Regions from separate parts of the Zea mays genome. Here region 1 is linked to region 2. The links are chromatin contacts, called in public Hi-C maps. All regions are on one chromosome and are shown on one strand. Each heading gives the region's core, a stretch centred on a gene start, on an enhancer-like site or on the middle of the called end of the contact. The rest is flanking DNA. Distances are from core to core; before and after follow the strand shown.

Region 1 (3,605 bases), core at 229-2,728, 300 kb after region 2:
GGGGTGAAAACGGGTAGAGTACCGGATACGGTACTGATTTGAAACCATTTTTCGGATATAGATACGGGTATTTTTATATTAGAACGGATAGGGGTAATATCCGGATAGTACGATTACGGATTCAGATCGGATACGGAGCGAGCACTACCCGGTAAATACCCGGATATTCGGGTCGGATACGGGTACCCGTTTTTTCTTTTTCTGCATAATAATATAGTTATAAAATCATAACTTTTATATATGAAATCGGATGATAAAGTTTATATGAAAATTGTAGAGCTCAAAGAGATCTATAACTTTGTAGTACAACATATTTTTGTTTAAACATATCTTTAGGCCAAAATCATTGAAATAATGTCTAAATATATATCAAAATAATTTACTTTATCATTTTCATGTGAGGACTTAAGACTATCTCCATGTGGGAACTTAGGATTATCTTTTTATATACTACTTATTAATATTGGTAACTTATTTATAATTTTCGGTCGATGCTACAATATATTTATGAATTTAATTGTATTTTGATGATTTTCTACAACAAGAAATTAATAATGCATCAAATAGCCTAAAAAATTCATGAATTTTTACGGGGACACAATATATATCCACATATAGTTTAAAAAATATTTGGACTATAAAATCCATAAGATGTTGGTGTTTCTTCCATTCCACTGCCACTTATTACGTGAGTTACACGTGAAATCATTTTATGTATCGAAGTTTCAATATAATTAATATTTCACTTATCATTTTTATGTGACGACTTGAGGTTTTATTTGAATAGAATGTTTATTTGTTTTGGTAAGCTTTTTGCAATTTTGGGTCAAAACTAGTGTATTTATGAATTTTAATTATATTTTGATAATTCTATGTAGAAAGAAATTAATAATGTACAAATAGCCTCAGAAATCTATGAAATTATACGAAGGTACAACATATGGCCACATATAGTCATAAAAAATAATGGAACCATAAAACCCACAGGATGTCAACGTTTTATCATAACTAATTAATACATTATCCGACAAGTATCCGATATCCGATCAAATAATATCCGTATCCGTCACTTATCCGCCCGGATAAATATCCGGTCCCTGTATCCGTATTCGTCCTGTTTCTAACTATACGTATCCGATTCCGAATCCGTTTTAAATATATTAGGGTAAGATACAGGATAAGCTAATATCCGTCTATATCCGTCCGTTTTCACCACTACCGCCGACGGGGTCTGCCTGCGTGGGGCGTGGCGGCCGCAGGGGGAGCCGGGGAGGGGGACGCGTCCGCACGGGCGCGCACCCGCGTGCCAGACCGCGCCGCGCAAAGCGTCCAAGGCCACGCACGGCGTCCTGGCTGTTTCCACGTCGCGTTGCGGAAAAAAGTCCGTCGGCCCTTTTCCCTGTCCTGTCCGGCCGCGAGCTCCACCACCTCCCCAAGTGCAAGTGCTGTGGTACGAGCGGAGCAATAAGAACTCGCCATGTGAACCCCAGGCACGGCGCAGAGCCAAGGCGCTCCCGTCCTTGGATTCCGAAAGCTCGTGCCCGGTGGAGATGGAGGTCGTGCTATAATCTAGGACTGCTGTATTTTTTCGTTGCCACGACGCATCACGTGCGCTTTCCATAACGCAACCTACGAACGAGATCGGTCGACTAAGAGTCTGTTTGGTTAGGATGTGGCTGTGAAAAAAATTGCTATAAACTGTAAGCTATAAAAAAATGCTGCGGTATGCTGTGAGCTGTTAAAAAGCTAACAACCATTTAGTGTAAACCACTAAAAGTCGTTAAAATTTTTTCGATATATGTTTTCACAGTTCTATCCAAAAGCCACTAAAAGCAGATTTAAGGGTGCTTTCAGTTTTACACTGCGAGAAAGTTAGCTTTTATAAAAAACTGCTTCTTGAATTTAGCCCTTTGTTTGACTTTTGGTTTTCAGAGAACAAAAGCCAAAGCAAAAAAACCAAACCAAACGCAACCTAACGGAAAGCGTTCGAATGGCGAGATAGCAGCGCAAGCATGTCCACGTGTCGCGTGTGACGCCTACGAAAAAAACCCGCGGCATCAAATATCCGTGGCCTTTCGTTTGGCTTTCGCCCTTTTTTTTGGAAACGAAATATTCCGTTCCGTTTTATCGCTCCTTTTTTTTAGCTCTCGAGAATGGTGGAGCGTATCTTTAGCTCATCTGATGGAATGGTGCTACCTGCCATACAGCCCAGACTTCCTCTATCTATAATATAGTAGCCATTCATTTACCCCCCGTAAAACTGATGGTCTTGGTAAATGCAGAGCAGGTCACACGGGAATGTGGGATCTCAGCCAGAGGATCCCAATCCGCCTCCCCTCGACCAACGGTGGGTCGGAACCTAGCGCTGGATCCGGAAGTGATTGCTCGGTCTGCAGTGAAGTAGGCCCGTCACTTTTGTGGGTCCCAACTGTCAACGAAACAGCACAACATTCCTTGGACGCGTGTAGCCGAAGGTTTATCATTTCCATGGCCGTCCCGTCCTCGCGTCGCCCATTCACATCGCATAAACCCCACCAAAAACGCACCACCACCACCACTAGCGTTCCGTCCCTGTCTCGATGACAGGTGGGGACCAAATACATTGGCCCCACGTGAAAGCCTGAGGAGCGTGCATAACAGTTCTTCACCAGGGAACCAGCACGTCCCATACTCTGACTGCGGGGGCCAGCGGCACCCCTGGGTCCACGAGTCATCACTGTGTGCGTAACAAACAGCCTTGGCAGATCCTATAGTACGTCCAGCGCCAGCGCATCGCGGCCGTCCTCTCCTCCCCCTTTCCGTTAGGCAGATAATCCTCCAATGACGCGTGGGTCCGGACGAGCTTCGGGCCGTTTCGGCAGTGTGTGGAGCTGGATCCCGGACGCGTGCGTGACGCGAAAGGTCTCGCGTGGTGCGGCGGAGGGGGCGGGCAGTACAGGATGGGGAAGAATGGGGGATTATTAAATATCGGCGGACGAGGGGCGTGGCCTGCCCCTTTTGCTCCTGTCGCCGCTTTGGGTCGGGGTTTAAGCGAGTGTTCAGGGAGGCCGGGACGGAGGCGACGACGACGGACGGTGCCGGCGTCGGAGGAGAAGAAAGAACAAGTAGCCAGCTCTCGTATATGCCTTCTTGCCCCATCTCCGATCTGGTCGTCGTAGCGCTCATCGCCCCCGTCGTCGCCGGCCTCCTCCTCCTCCTCCTCCGCTCCCTCGCCTGCTCCAGCCGATCTATGCGCAAGGGGCTCAACGGATGGAACAAATCCTCGTCGATGCTCAGGTCCGTGCCCCCCGCTCTCTTTTTCCTCCGTGTTTTCGCCGATCTGGGAGGTTTTTGACCGGGTTTTGTGGCCCTGTTCGTCCAGATCTGGGGAGTTCGTGGCTGCTCCTTCCATGGGTTTTGACAAAAAAAAATCTGCTCTTGTGGTTGCAGGGACGGGTTCGGGGTCAAGTATTCCGGATTCCTCCACATACGGCCGTGCGGTTTCTGTAGAGGAGACTGACGGATTCGTCCTCAAGGCCGTGCCGTTTCTGTAGAGGAGACTGACGGATTCGACCGATTTGCGCTCGTCTCCGTTATATTTTTGCGCCAGAGTTTTTTTGTTTTTT
Region 2 (3,424 bases), core at 807-3,306:
GTCCGTCTCCTTGGGCCTCCCCTCGTATGGGAACTGACCTCCTCCTTCAGTAGGAAAGGAGGGGTCGGCTAGTGGTGGCTTCTTAAAGAAGGAGTCATCGAGCATTCTACCCTGGTGAAGCCGTATGTGCCCGTGGGCCTTGAGGTCGCCTGGTCGTCTTATATTCTATATAGCTGACGACATAGATAGCATGAGACTCAAGCACCATCATTTGAGCTACGCGGACCCCTGGCCTTCATAACTTGGAGCTCGACGTGGCTTGTCGTGTTGTGCCTTACAGGTAGTATGTGTACTCAGGCCTAGTCCGGATAGGCTATGAGTGTGTCGCAGACTAGGAGGCACGAGGGCCAAAAATGCGTCGCAGACCGAGGAGGTTGTAGGTTATGAGTGCGCTGCAGCTCGAGAGGCTCGTAGGCTAGGAGTGTGAGGCGAATCGGCGCCTCTGCCGTGGCTCAGAGAGGCGTAGTTAATGTGATCGATCACTTATGGCGGATTAGTCTGGAGCCGGACGTGGAATCCACTTGAGTGGTTTCCCTTCGGTACGCCTGACCCCCTTGTCTAGTTTCGTCATGCCTGACCCCAGGCTCAATGCCGCATACAGAGGCGGTTTCCTTCAACGGTGTAGACATCTTCTTTCTCCTCCAGCTGACCAACGGACCGCAATAGGCACATACCTTTTCACAACGTGTTCGTTGAAAGATATGCCCCATGGAACGGAGATCTTATCACCGACATTAAAAGCTTGTTTGGGAGTATTGGTAATAGGGAGGATCGATAAGGTCTCTACCTATAAACCAAACAGATCGATCTGTATCCGATTTGGTCTATTCAGGATCCAAAAATTATATATTTAAATTTTGGGAATCGATAAGGTCCAAAAGTTTCTTCAAAATAATCTAGAAACCTTAATTATGTGGTGTTTGTTTAGGACTATAATGTGTACTCGTTGTGTTTGTTTAAGACTATAATATGTACTCGTTGTATAATCTAACTTATTTTAAATTTAATGTTAGTTCAAAATAAATTATATTATATAATCTAGATAGATTATAATCTTAAACAAACGCCGCTAATTTAATTCTAGTTTAAAAATGAAATGTATAGCCGCAGAATATGCAAATTCCACTCCCAATATCTGGGCAGTTGCATATTCCACCAAGAAACCCGACATGAACATTTCGACCTCCAACGTGTTGATCACATGCCCAGCTTGGGTGAACTGCGAATTGCAATCCCGTAGCACACAATGCCTGCCTAAAATGTCAAATCAACACACGAGTTTTGGTGCTGACGTGCTCGGATGGAAATTGCCGCCGTTGTTCAGGCACAGAACCAAGCACGTCTGCCCGGCCCGGGAGACAGAGACAGTGTGCGCGATCAATGGAGTTGGACCAACGCCGACATGCACACACCATCGCATCTACCAGTCGACTAGCTACCTCGCCTACTACACATCCTCCCGCGCGCTCTTGTACCAAGACACTACCGTCGGCAGAGAGCAAGAACAGCGCAACAGAAAAGCACCGCCACCGGCTCGGTTCACCAGATGCTCCAAATGTCGTGGTCGAACGCAGCCGCCTCGGCCTCGGCCTCGCAGGAGCGGGCGCCGGCGCCGGCGCACCGGAAGTCCTCCTCCACGAAGGGGAACCAGCCGAGCAGCTTGTCCTCGTCGACGCCCCACGTCCACCAGGCCGCCGCCGCGCTCAGCCCGGCGTCGAGGTCCCAGCAGTCCACGGCGCGCGCGTCCGGCACGGCCGGCGCCGTCTCCGGCCCGGGCGAAGAAGGCGCGGCATTTGCCGCGGCGGGCCTCGCCCTGGCGCCTGCCTTGGGCTGCCTCGGCTGCTTGGCCCGGCGCTGCTGCGGCTTGGGGTTTGGGTTTGGGTTGGCCGCGGCGGCGGCGGAGGGGTCCTGCGGCTCCTCCGCCTTGGACTGCTGCGCTCTGGTTCGCTTCATGGCTGGCTGGGGCTGGGCTGCCTGGCGGTGTTTTGCCCCGGCCTCCGAGGCGGGCGGGGACGGGGTAGGGTCCGTGCGTGTGATGAGAGTGTGTCGTGGCCTCGTGCGGTGTGATGAGTGGAGCTCCGAGGCGTTTGGGCGCGCGGCCTTTTGTAGGAGTGGAAGGCGGGGGGTGGGTTCGCGACAGGCTTGGGCTCCGCAGGAGCAGGAGCGGAGCGCGGCGCGTCAAGTGCGCGCGGCCTGGTGAGTTCTGAGGTGTGTGACTCGTGACCTGCCCCAGTGGTCGAGGCCAGGCCAGCGGCCGCAGTCGCCTGCGCGGCCGGCCGGTCGGCGCGACCAGTTTCATTTCACGTGCAGCGCACCTAGGCTTGGCCGACGGGGCGAGTCGCGGAACGTGATGGAAACTGGTGTGGATGGACGTGACTGCTAAAACTGGTTGTCACGCATCGCTGTCGTCGCGGAGTAAAGTTTAACGGCAGATTTTTTTTCCCCTAGTACATTATGTACGAGGCACCTCACGTTCCATTTTCTTGCGCCGCGCGCGCCATTTATTTGCAAGAGCGACCGCCGTGTCGCCTCCATGGCCACCAGTGGCCGGGCGGAATCCGGCGCGTCTCGTTTCCACGGCGCAGCAGCAGCTTCTGATGGCAGCACGTCACGTTCGGGTAGCTCACGGGCCGAGCGTGGAACATGGGGCCGCGCGTGCTCCTGCCTGCGATCACGTGGAAACGCCGGCGGCTTGGGGAAGGTGGGCGTGTGGGATCGCACGCCGACATCGTGAACCGCTCGTTAACAAGTATACGTACGTACTAGAAGTCTAGAAGAAGCGCGCCGGCTCGTAAACAAGGTCGGCTCAGGATAAGATACTACGTGGGAGCATCGGAGGCTGGAGCTGTAATCCCAGCACGTGTGACGGTGTGAGCTGAGCACGTACTCAATGGCTGCATGCAAGTGTCTCAGCACATGGAGTACGATACGAGTGAAGAATGTTACAAAATAACATATTACAAAGTTATATGTGATATAGTGACCAATTCAAGGGGCTCGACGAACACATCCCCAAGGAATACATCCCTTGGGGATGACCCCTGTCACATGTATATAAGGACTACTCTCTCTGCAATAAACAACAGTTCTGTCATTTGTCTCTCTCTCAGTCTCTTTACCACTGAGTATACTTCAACACGTTATCAGCACGTGCTTGTCGGGGACCATAATTAGGGGTACCCCCAAGACTCCTAAATCTCAGCTGGTAACCCCCATCAGCACTAAGCTGCAAAGGCCTGATGGGTGCGATTAAGCCAAGGCTCGGTCCACTCAAGGGACACGACCTCGCCTCGCCCGAGCCCAGCCTCGGGCAAAGGCAGCCGACCCCGGAAGGTTCACGTCTCGCCCGAGGCCCAGTCTTCGCCAAGAAGCAACCTTGGCCAGATCGCCACACCGACCGACCAAATCGCAGGAGCATTTAATG

Evidence for each region. A called contact is a pair of places that touch in the nucleus more often than the background predicts.
Region 1: a contact with region 2 is called in a Hi-C map of tassel, with 4 times the contacts expected there. The contact joins the promoter of LOC109941689 here to the promoter of LOC107546754 in region 2. A contact is called at or near these places in 2 of 25 Hi-C or Micro-C datasets (ear and tassel).

The regions. Positions count from the first base shown.
Region 1 is chr8:12,559,086-12,562,690 of Zm-B73-REFERENCE-NAM-5.0, forward strand. It overlaps LOC109941689 (50S ribosomal protein L29, chloroplastic), which reads right to left and starts at 1,479. Exons shown (of 3, transcript XM_020542892.3): 1 at 1,236-1,479. The coding sequence starts at 1,479. LOC100281327 (pathogenesis-related transcriptional activator PTI6) reads left to right here and starts at 2,995. Exons shown (of 2, transcript NM_001154245.2): 1 at 2,995-3,276; 2 at 3,430-3,605.
Region 2 is chr8:12,259,796-12,263,219 of Zm-B73-REFERENCE-NAM-5.0, forward strand. LOC107546754 reads right to left here and starts at 2,057. Exons shown (of 1, transcript NM_001322459.1): 1 at 1,211-2,057. The coding sequence starts at 1,953. The coding sequence ends at 1,540.